Regions from separate parts of the Mus musculus genome. Here region 1 is linked to region 2. The links are chromatin contacts, called in public HiChIP or PLAC-seq maps. All regions are on one chromosome and are shown on one strand. Each heading gives the region's core, a stretch centred on a gene start, on an enhancer-like site or on the middle of the called end of the contact. The rest is flanking DNA. Distances are from core to core; before and after follow the strand shown.

The links. HiChIP or PLAC-seq counts read pairs in DNA pulled down with a chosen protein or histone mark.
Region 1: a KLF4 HiChIP or PLAC-seq map of embryonic fibroblasts shows a contact between it and region 2, with 22 read pairs. The contact joins the enhancer-like site here to the promoter of Dusp14 in region 2. A contact is called at or near these places in 3 of 39 promoter capture datasets (hippocampal neurons, liver and macrophages), 19 of 484 Hi-C or Micro-C datasets (adipose-derived mesenchymal stem cells, cerebral cortex, cortical neurons and 10 more), 8 of 115 datasets of contacts at active chromatin or transcription factors (the SCID.adh cell line, embryonic fibroblasts, embryonic stem cells and 4 more) and 3 of 9 other capture datasets (adipose tissue, liver and pancreatic islet).

Annotation. Positions count from the first base shown.
Region 1 is chr11:84,098,515-84,104,138 of GRCm38.p6, reverse strand. It overlaps Tada2a (transcriptional adaptor 2A), which reads left to right. Exons shown (of 16, transcript NM_172562.3): 8 at 1,014-1,086. Among named protein-coding and RNA genes, the nearest start is that of Tada2a, 28 kb to the left of the region's middle. Within about 2 kb of position 3,013, at least 21 of the 459 cell types and tissues checked have an H3K27ac peak or open chromatin away from gene starts, as enhancers often do. A contact at or near this core is called in embryonic fibroblasts, pancreatic cancer cells, stem cell-derived neural stem cells and 1 more, where this site is marked.
Region 2 is chr11:84,066,239-84,071,587 of GRCm38.p6, reverse strand. It overlaps Dusp14 (dual specificity phosphatase 14), which reads left to right and starts at 3,231. Exons shown (of 3, transcript NM_019819.3): 1 at 3,231-3,318.

The DNA.
Region 1 (5,624 bases), core at 1,764-4,263, 33 kb before region 2:
TCTCTTACTATAGGAAGAGTAGGATTTTCAGGCCTGTGAAGTGACATCAGCTTGTTCCTTTTCCCCCTCTGTGAGCACTTACCTGTTTAGCAGTGACAGTTCTGAGTGAGGACTGACCTCTTAGGGTATAGTGGTGTTGCTCCCACCGACTTCACAGGTGTGAAATGTCTGTAGTTGTCATTCCACAGTGAGGGGTTTTCAAAGGTTGACAAGCCAAGGACCAGGTTACATTTTAAGCTTTTTCAATTATAAAGTTCCTATTGCAGCCAGACTTTAATGTTATTATTTGAAAGTAGCATACAAACATTTTGAGTTTTAGAGAGGCCTGGGTTGTACTGTGAAAGCCTGTCTCAAACAAACAAACAGCATAGATGATATATAAACAAAACAAATAGATACAGCTGTCTTCCAACAAAAGTTTATTTCCCAGGCTGAGGGCTGGGTAATGGTTGTATATGCATATGTCCATTCAAACTATGTTCCTTACTTAGCCATGGAATTAAGGAAAATGTGGAAGTGATGTCAAGCTCTAACTTGCCATCTGAAGTCATCTGCAGTGCTCTTGGAGAGAGGTGTCAACCTAGAGCCCAGCCTGCCATACTTAGGTGGGCGATTTGTTCACGCAGTGTGAGTGCATAGCCACCCCATAGTCTTCCTCTTCTGGAAACTGTCTTCAATAGACTGCTCTGATCTTATTGTCATATTAGGACTAAACAGATCCCTCAAAAGCTAGTAGAAGGAAAATGAATTCATGCAGAGTACTTGAAGGCCTAATCAAAGATTCTCTTTGGAATGAACAAACTATTAAACATTTTTAAACAATAGGCTGGGCTTCACTCTTAGTATTGTGGTATCCCAGCGCTCTTTTTCTATAACTTTCCCTTAGACTAGTATCTTTGCCTTTTATCCGATTTAGTACTTAGCAGATATTTCTCTTTGCATCTGAAGCATGGCTATTGTAAAGGCATTACTCAAAACTGATGGCTTTCTGTGTTCTCTCTCTCCTCTAACAGGAGTTTGACAATTATGCAGAATGGGACTTAAGAGACATTGATTTTGTTGAAGACGACTCAGACATCTTACATGGTAACATTTATTTTATCAGAGGCTTGTTGATGACAAGTATTGATGACACTGCTGGATGTTGAGATATAAGGATTAGTAGAACATGTACTCTGCCCTTAGCAAATTCAGAACTTAGTGGTTGGACTGGTGACATGGCTCAGTGGTAGAGTTTGCCCTAGGCCCAGGGTTGGATTCAGGCACTACAGAAAACCAAAAACTAGTTAAGTTGCTGAATGTACCTTCTTGCCAAGCTTTGGCCTGTCTGACTTGTGATGATAGTAAGAATATAGAACACATAATAGAACTTGGGAAATATCCAGGTAGTTGATTAATAACCCTGGTCTCTTTAGGGAAATAGTACACAGACCTTGGATTTCAATTGTAACTGCAGATACTGTTCACTGTCATTTGTTAACACACAGTTAGGAAATGGTCAAAAGTGTATTTAGACCAAAATTGGGGGTTCTTATTTCTCAGAACTGTTGATTTTAAATTACATTATTGTTATTATTTAGGTATACATTTGTGCTCCTGTGTGTATGCCTGTACACATATATCTGGAAGTCAGATGGCAACCTTAGGAGTCATTCTTCAGGTGCTGCCCCGTCTTTTTCTTGAGACAGCCTCTCACTCTAGCCAGAACTTGCCAGGTAGACTAGACTAGATGCACAGTGAGCCCTGGGGATGTGGCTGTCTCCAACTCCCCGAGAATTGTAAGTATGTGCCACCACGCCCAGCCTTTCTTTCAAGTGGGTTCAGGTTAAGAGCTTTACCGACTGATCTGTTTCCCCAGCTCCGCTTCCCATGTTAGAAATGGAGACAGCGTCTTACATAGCCTAGAGTCCCAAACTTGCCTTATAGCCAAGGAGAGTTTTGGGTTTTTTTTTTTTGGTTTTTCAAGACAGGGTTTCTCTATGTAGCCCTGGCTGTCCTGGAACTCACTCTGTTATCAGGCTGGCCTCGAACTCAGAAATCTGCCTGCCTCTGCCTCCCAAGTGCTGGGGTTAAAGGCATGCACCACCACCGCCCAACTTTTTTGTTTGTTTGTTTGGTTGGTTGGTTGGTGTTTTTTTTTTTTTTTTTTTTTTTTTTGGCAAGGATAGTTTTGAACTCCTGATTCTATGTCCAGCTCCTGGGTGCTGCATTTACTGGGATGTGTCACTTTCCTCCACACTGGAGACTGAGTGTTGTGAACTGTATGATACACAGATAACTGCTCTTAAAGAGACTATTTGGGAAGCACTGGAGATCAAGGGCGTGTCTTCCTGGCAGCACACTGTCAGTACCTTGTTTATGGCTCTGAGCTCTTTGAGTAGCCTTTCTGACAGCATAGCCATGGCTGACACATGCTGTCCCCAGCAATCTCTCAGAACAATAACTAAAGTAGTCCAAGAGCCCAAGAGACTCAGGAAGGAACAAGAAGGAACGTTTAAGCATACCTGGCACACGGAGGGGCACAGATTGGTGGGAATCGGGACATTGATTCAAGCTTGGGCTTGCTTCTGAGTCACTGTGGAATCCTGGGCAAGTCCTTGGAGTCCTGTTTCTTTGTGTCCCATATCAGTGAAGAATGACACCAATTAGTCAGGGTGTACATGTGTCCAGTGGATGATGGTGTGCAATGCAGGCTGGTGTTATTATTCCATACCATTGTACTTCTAATACAGCTGGGCATTAGCAACATTCCTTTCAGACTCCCTCACTCATAATACTGAAAGGAATTTGGGCTGATGCCAACAAGCTTTCTTTGTGTCACCCAAAGATTTGTGTTGATTCATGGAATTTATCCAATAAAGTCAGCTTTGTAGTCTATTATAGAGTCATGGGTGCAATAGAGTGATAGTTAATTACATTCCAAGTATACCAGAAGGTTCCTACCATGGGTCCAGGAAACGCATGTCCCGTACAGCAATGTCTGAGGAAAATAAGGAAGTTCTGTAGTCTCGTGAGTGGTACTGTCTCCTACCTTGTTGACATAAGCTATTGCTGGTGCAGAAAGAAACGAGGACTCATTAAGTCTCCAGTCTTGTGACACTGTGAGATTTCCAGGCAGATGCTTAGTGAGCCGGCCCACTAGGCTCACCTCTTTTTATCTGCGGAAAAAAATCTCTCTAAATATGTGGACAACCCCTTTCTTAAAATGTCCCAGGGTCCTAAACTTATGGGTGGATCGTCTTTCTGGTTATTGTCCTATAACCCAGGGAAGTGAAGGCACCAGGCACTGTGGGCTGAGTCAGGGTTTGCAAGGCTTCTCAGGGTTATATGCTAGCATAGTTTGCGCTCCCTCTGGCTGGTTGGTTTCAGACTAACTCTGTCGCCAAGGCTGACTTAGAACTTGCCCTGTGGATCAGGCTGTCCTGGAATCCTGCTGTGTCCGTCTGTTTTCACACACTGATACTTCACTCATGTGCCACCATGCCAAACATGCATGCCATCTCTCTGTGAAACTTCACTTCATCAAGGCTCCTCTGCCAGCCATGGACCCCCTTTATTCTCCACAGTGTATTTCTTCTATTTAAATTCCCAGCTTTTAGACCTTTAACTGTATACCAGAGGTCCAGCAGATCTTTCTGCATTCACTTGTTACTGTCTCTCATTTTATAGAAACCAGTTGTATATGCATAGGTAGAAATGCTATAATAATACTAACATTAATACTACTATTAATAGCTAAGATATATTTCATTTACTGTTTGCCAGGTGCCATTTTAAGTCCTTCACATATATGAATTTTTTTTCTATTGGAACAGGGTCTTGCTATGTAACCTAAGCTGCTCTCAAACTCTTTTTTTTCTGTTTTAGCCTACTGCATGGCTTATGGTATGCACCACTTCACTTAGCTCTGTGAAGTCATCTAATACTTACAAGACCCTCTGAGTTGAGAGTTACCATTATTTTGGCTTTACAGATGGAGAAACTGGAAATTATATACAAGCAGCAAGTAGCAGAACCATTCTCAAGTCTGTCCTTAGCATTGTACAATACCATCAAGATTTTGTTGGTTTTGAGGGTGTTTTGCGGGGGTAATTTATTTAGTTCTATGTGTGTGGTATGTGTGTGCATGTGTGTATGCCATGACACTAATATGGAGGTCAGAGGACAACTTGTAGGAGTTGGCTCTCTTCTTCCATCATGTGAATTTCAGGGATCAAAGTCAGATTGTCTGGTTTGGTGGTATGTGTCTTTATTACTGAACCATCTCAGTGGCCCCTCTTTTTCGTTTGTTTTTGTTTTGTTTTGTTTTTTTGGTTTTTTGTTTTGTTTTGTTTTGTTTTTTTGGTTTTTTGTTTGTTTGAGTTATGGTTTTACACTGTAGCGTAAGTTAGCCTCAAATTTAAAGCTGCTCTTCTGTGATGGCCTTCCGAGTGAGTGCTGGGATTAGAGGCAAGAGCCAGTACACCTACGACATCCATCCTTAATATTTTTGTTGCTGTTTCTTTCCTTAGCTCACATTTGTAATCTTATATAGCTGCACCACATGGAGAAGTGGGAATAGACAATGTTCTCTTTTTACATTAAAAGAAATATGTAAAGTTAAGTAATTTACCTCTGGCTTCCTAATAACTGACTTTAATCATTAGGTTACATAGTTTTCATTTGTAGAATTATTTTTGTGCATCTTGGCCAAAGCTTACGGGAGCAAATAACTATTTATTTTGTTTTGTTTTATTTTTCAAGACAGGGCTTCTCTATGTGTCCCTGGCTGTCCTTGAACTCAATCTGTAGACCAGGCTGGTCTGGAACTCGGAGATCCACCTCCCTTTGCTTCCCGAGTGCTTGCATTAAAGATGTGTATCAGCACGCCTGGCCTTATTTTATTATGTTTTTAACTATTTATATGTATGTATGTGCATGAGAAGGCCAGAGGAAGATGTCAGATGTCTTCCTTTATTACTATTAGTCAGGGTTCCCCAGAGTCATAGACTTATAGAATGTTTCTATATATTAAGGGAATTTATTGTGATGACTTACAGGCTGCAGTCTAACTAACCCAGCAATGGGCAGCTGTGAATAGGAAGTCCAAGAGGCTAGTTATCTCAGCTGGTCTTCTGTATAAGCTGGGCTCCTGAAGAAGTAGGTTCCAACAGATATGCTGGCAAGAAAGTGCAAGAAGGTAAAGAAGAGTGAGCATTCCTTCTTCCAATATCCATATACAGGCCTCCAGCTGAAGGTGTGGCCCAGGGGACTGTACTACTATGCCTAGATTTGGAGCTTGCTTTGTCCCAGGCTGCCCTTGAACCCAGAGATCTGCTTGCTGCAGTCTCCTGGGATTAAAGATGTGTACTACCTTGCCTGGGCCTAATCTTTTCATGGCCACTATGTCAAGATCTAGGTCAGAAGCCTGAAGTCTTCCAGCCCCAAGATCTGGATCACAGGTGTGCCCTCCATTTCTGGATTGTAGTTCATTCCAGATGTAGTCAAGTTGACAACCAGGAAGTGCCATCACAACTATCCACATCTTTTGAGACAGCATCTCTCACTGAACCTGAAACTCCTTTTTTTGGCTAGGCTGACAGGTCAGCAAGCCCCCAGGATCTGTCCATCTCTGTCCTCCAGCT
Region 2 (5,349 bases), core at 1,982-4,481:
GGCTCCCTTCGGCAGAGCACTATGTGTTCTTAACTGCTGAGCCATTTCTCCAGCCCTGCAAACATTCTTCCTAGGAGACACATGGACGTCAATGTAAAGACACAGAGCAGTCACTGCCCAAGCAACTGAGGATATTCTGGGGGAGGAAGATAACAGAGTAGAATCAGAGTAGAAGTCTTCAGCCTCTGCTCTCTGTGGCTACCCAGGTCTCCCTCTGAAGATACTGCACTGGGCCAAAGTACCAATTAAGTGGTTGTGGCCAGGAGGACCCAAACCTTGGCTGGGCACCTACAACCTGTACTTTTGTAACTGAGGGCTACTAAAGTAATTGACATCCATAAACACATATTTATAGTCTAGAAAGTGCCAATCCATTAGCTACATGTAACTATTTAAATCTGAAGTGACCCAGGCTTTGTGGCACAGGCCATAAATCCTGGCACTGAGAAGGCAGAGACAGGTAGCTAGGGTCTAGCCAGGGCTACACAATAAAACCCTGGGGCGGGGGGGGGGGGGAGTAGTTCCTCTTTTGGAGCTGTTGAGAAAGCATTTAAGAGCATTGTTCAAGAAGTCCTAGGTTCAATACTCAGCACCCATATGGCACCTCATAAACACCTGTAACTACAGTTTTAGGGGTTGGCTGCTCTCTTGCTCTCTTCTAGGCCCTCTGTGGGCACTGGGCACCCACATGGTGACAGACATACATGTAGACAAAACACTCACACAAATTAAATGAATACATTTGGAGTTACCAAGTTGGGGGATATGGTTCAGTTGGTACAGCGCATGCTGGCCATGCACAAGGACCTTAGGTTCAATCACTGCTACTATAAACAAATACATTTGAATCAACTAAAAAGGACTAACATTAGAAAATGAGTTCCGGGCTGGAGAGATGGCTCAGTGGTTATGAGCACTGACTGCTCTTCTGAAGGTCCTGAGTTCAAATCCCAGAAACCACATGGTGGCTCACAACCATCTGTAATGAGATCTAATTCCCTCTTCTGGTGTGCCTGAAGACAGCTACAGTGTACTTACATGTAATAATAAAGAAATCTTTGGGCCAGAGCAAGTGGGGCCAGAGTGAGCAGAGGTCCTGAGTTCAATTCCCAGCCAACTACATGATGGCTCACAACCATCTGTACAGCTACAGTGTACTACTCATATACATAAAATAAATAAATCTTTTTTAAAAAAGAAAGAAAGAAAAAAATGGTTCCTTGGTCACACAGGCTGCATATCAAGGGCTTAGAAGCCAGCAAAGGCTCTTGGGGCCCCTGCAAAGATCTACAGAGAAGATATTTCAGCCATCCTTTCTACTTAACTCTAGATCATTAGCATAAACTACACAGAGAAGGGTCTCTTTGCATGAGCTTGCCTCTCCCTCTTAAATTAGGGTGTGACTTTTCCTGGAAGGCTTATATCGCATAGTCTACAAAAGCTGTCCTGCTCCTTGTCCCCACCCAGAACTTACTCATGTGCAAGTAATAATGTAAGCAAAAATGATCCCAAAAAACAAAACTGGATGGAATTTAAGGAGGAGTGTGACTGCCACCAAGTCATGAAGTGAGTACAGGACTGTAGGTTCTCAGCTTGTGGGCCAAGACCCTTTCATACGGGTCCCACATCAGCTATCCTTCATGTCAGACATTTACGTTATGGTTCAAAACAGTAGCAAAATTATACTTAGGAAGTAGCAACAACAATAACAATATGGTTGGGGGTGGTCACTGCGTTAAAGGGTGGCAGCACGGGTGTGTGTGTGTGTGTGTGTGAGAGAGAAGCACTGTAGAGGGACATGCAGAAATACAAACAGCATTCAATCACTTCCAGTAGAGATTTTGCTATTTTTACATTAGGGATGTCAAAAGCAGGTCATGAAATAAACTGCCGGAATGATAATAGTACCAGAAAGATATATTCCCATGCAGTTTGAACTCGGTGCTTTAACCTAATCTTAGTCTCCTTGTGTTCTTCATGAAATGGTTAATTTTGCCTAATTTTAAAGCTCTCATGCTTTTTAATGGCATCAAATCTCTTCAGTCTAGGCCATTTTAGCTTTCCCTGTATTATCACTAAAATGCCTCTGCTGTTATATTTTCGTCTGGGAAACAGACAAAAACTTCTAGATATTGCAGCACCCACAAAAAGACTGAATCCAGTTGGCCAATGGAGATTAAAAAAAGAAAGAAAGTAAAACAAAAACCTCCAGGTTTTACTTGAAGATGCTAGAAACTGTTAAGTAAGCCCTAAGTGCGGCGTGCTCCTCCTCTGTCCCCTCCCCCAAATCCAAGAATACTAGTTTGACTTCAGCAGTTCTGATGTCAGCGATTTGCTACAGCGAGGGCATTGCTTGGGTGAGCACAGGACCAACCGAGCGCCAAGTCAGGACTCCTGGAGTCTGACTCACTGCAGAGGCTGGAGGAAGTCGTTCCTACCGCCCCTGTATCGCCCCTCAGTTTTGCGAAGAGAAGAGTAGGGTGGCGCTAAAGTCAGTTTGCATCCATTCATTTCAGGTGAGAAAACCTAAAGAGGACAGAAAGAGAGGAAAGAGAGAGGGAGAGAGCGAGAGAGCTAGTTGAGAGCAAAGAAATTTCAAGGGTTCCACAAGTCAGCCTCGTTGTACCTAGGAGTGTGGGTACTGTCAATGCATCAGAGGTTTAGGGGTCTTTAACTCCTTTGGAGTTTCCCCAGTTACTTCCCTCACCTGTCAATCAAAATCCACCCAGCAGTTGACGGAAGAATTAGGGCGTGGTGGTTTATACCTTTAATCCCAGCTTTAGGGAGATAAAGGCAGAGGCAGGCGAGTCTCTGTGAGTTCCAGGCCAACCTGGTCTACATAGTGAGACCTTGCCTCAACAAACAAGCAAAAAAGAGTGGCTTTGCCTTCCCCCTTGGGTCCGCACCTGGGGCTGTCTCGCCCGGGGGAGGAGGAGGGGGTGGCTGAGAGGCGGTGATTAGTCACTGGCTGCGGCGCTCACACCTTTTATTCTGTCTCTTCCCGCAGTTGCCTCTCTGCATTTGGACAGATTCTTCGAACGCCAGCTCAGAAGCTGGGCCGGAGGACAACGCGGCTTCAAGGAGCAGGGGTCTGCGAGTAAGTCCAGGTGAGTAGGAACCGGGGCCAGGAGGACCTGCCCGCGCCGCAGCGCGCACGCGCGGCGCCCGGAACCCACGCTCGTCCCCGCTGCGGGCCCGCGCTCGGAAGAGGGCGGCAGCGCGCAGGGAGCGGGAGGCGCGCGAGGCCGGCGGGCAGAAGCCGCGAGCCTCGCAGCAGCACGGACCCGAGAGCCGCCGCTGCCGCCACCGGCACACTCGGTACGGGGTGCGGGGGAGAGCCAGAGGGGCCCGGGCGCATGCGACCCTCGGCTCTGCAAACTTTGTGCGGGTGCTCGGCGACCTCGGGGCGCGGGGCGGGAGAGGCTGGGATCCCCGAACCCAAGCCGGCAGGCGTCAGCATGCACCCCGCGACCGGCCCCGCCACCCCCTGGAAACACTTGGCTTTCTGCTATGCCAAGAACTCAACTTGAGCGTCTCTCCTCGGTGTTAGATTGGTGTGCACCATGCTCACATCTGACTCTTATTTCTCCTAAGTATCCTTGCTCTGGAGCGAAGTTGAATTGTACTGGGCTTGGGGTAGGGAAGGGAGCCGAGTGGTGTAGCCGCCTTAGGATTGTATAACTACCTTCTATTGAAGTGGATGTTGCCAGTGGCATCGGCTAATGTTATGGTAACTGGGCATCTTAGAGGCAAGAGAAGGCGGGGTGTTTTACCAGTAGTCTCCCGGTCTAATAATACTAAAAACAATACCTCATACTTTCCACTCAGGAGAGCCCCACGGCATTTGGTTTACGTTCTCTGGGTAGTTTTCAGTGAAGTTTCTAAGAGGTAGGTGGAGAGCTGTGCTTTCCCGATTTGTAGATGTAAAAAACGGAGGCAAGGATTCGGATTCTTAACTGACTTTAATGAAATGTGGACCAAGAGTTTTAACGCAGTTTCCTGCAGTTCTTGCTCCAAAAAGTACCAACTTTGAAGTTTAATGGGATACCAGAACATCCTCCCTGAGGACAATGAAAGGTCAGAGAGGCCAAGGGACAGTGGTCTGCAGCCGCAGGCCTCAGCTACAAAGCCGGGTCCCTCCAACAAGATGCAACTCTTTGGGTGTTGTATGTATTCTTTGCAAAGTTGTGTTTAGGGCTGCAATTTGCTGTTGTCTTTTGTGGACTCATAAAGGGCATTTAGTCTCGGTTTCCTTGAGAAACAGAGGAGTGAGGCACCCCCAGAGTGAGGCACCACTTCTTCCTTGCTGGAGACACCTTAAGAATTCCCATGAGGTCAGACGAGGGCCGAGAGTTCCCGGGAGGAGGGAGGAAGGAGCCCTGCACAGGCGGCTTGACACATGGGCCCCACTCCTGCCTCCAGCTCTGACTCACCTACTGACGCTTGGGGGAGGAGAATAGCTGCTTGGTATTTTTGGCTTTCCCCCATAAAACGGGAGACAGTTGGCTTCATTCGAGTCTTCTCAGCATCCTTTTCGAGAGCGCCGCGCCGCTGAGCTTAGTCCTCCTCTCGGAAGGAAACCTTTGATACTGGCTGACTGCAGGTATGCATTCTGTGAGATCCCTTAATAGAGCTGCACACAGATTTACTGCTGGAGCTTCTAAATCGGGGAAATCCTTCAAGACTTTGGGATTGAAATTAGGGTTAAGAGAAATCTTTGAATTAGATGTATACCTTTGCATGAGGAATTTCTTTTCCTTTTTTTAACAAGATGGATTAAAAATATTTTCCCAGCATCACAAAAAAAGGCTTGGCTCATTCCATCTGAAAAATTAGGACTTTATAGATCAGGTCATTGTCTTCCTTTAATCTTCAAAAGAATGGCTGTCTGTGTGTCTTTCTGTTGGCTTGTATCTTGTAGACTCTTCCCAGCGTTTTAATAAGATGTGTATTTGCATAAGTGACTTGCTAACAAAATCATTTTAGAGTGGATCCGGTTTATAGCAATTTGGTTTCTGTCTAGAACAGGTAGCATGCTTTTTAGGTAAAATCATGTTAACTCTGCCAGCACCTTACTATCTCTCTGAGCAACAGGCAGAAGGATCTCACAAACAACTTGAAAGGAGCTGGGTCGTTGTGATGCTTGGTTTTACTCCCAGGTGCAGAATGGAAACTTCCCTATTAATACACAAACACGACAGGCACGCACGACCAACAGCAGCGGATTGTCTTTGCACAGAGAAGACACAAGAGGGAGTGGAAGGCAGAAGAGTTGCTAAAGCAACCGATGGCCTGGGTATAAACTTACAGGGCTCGCATTTAAGGTGGTAGCTTCATTATTTATGATCG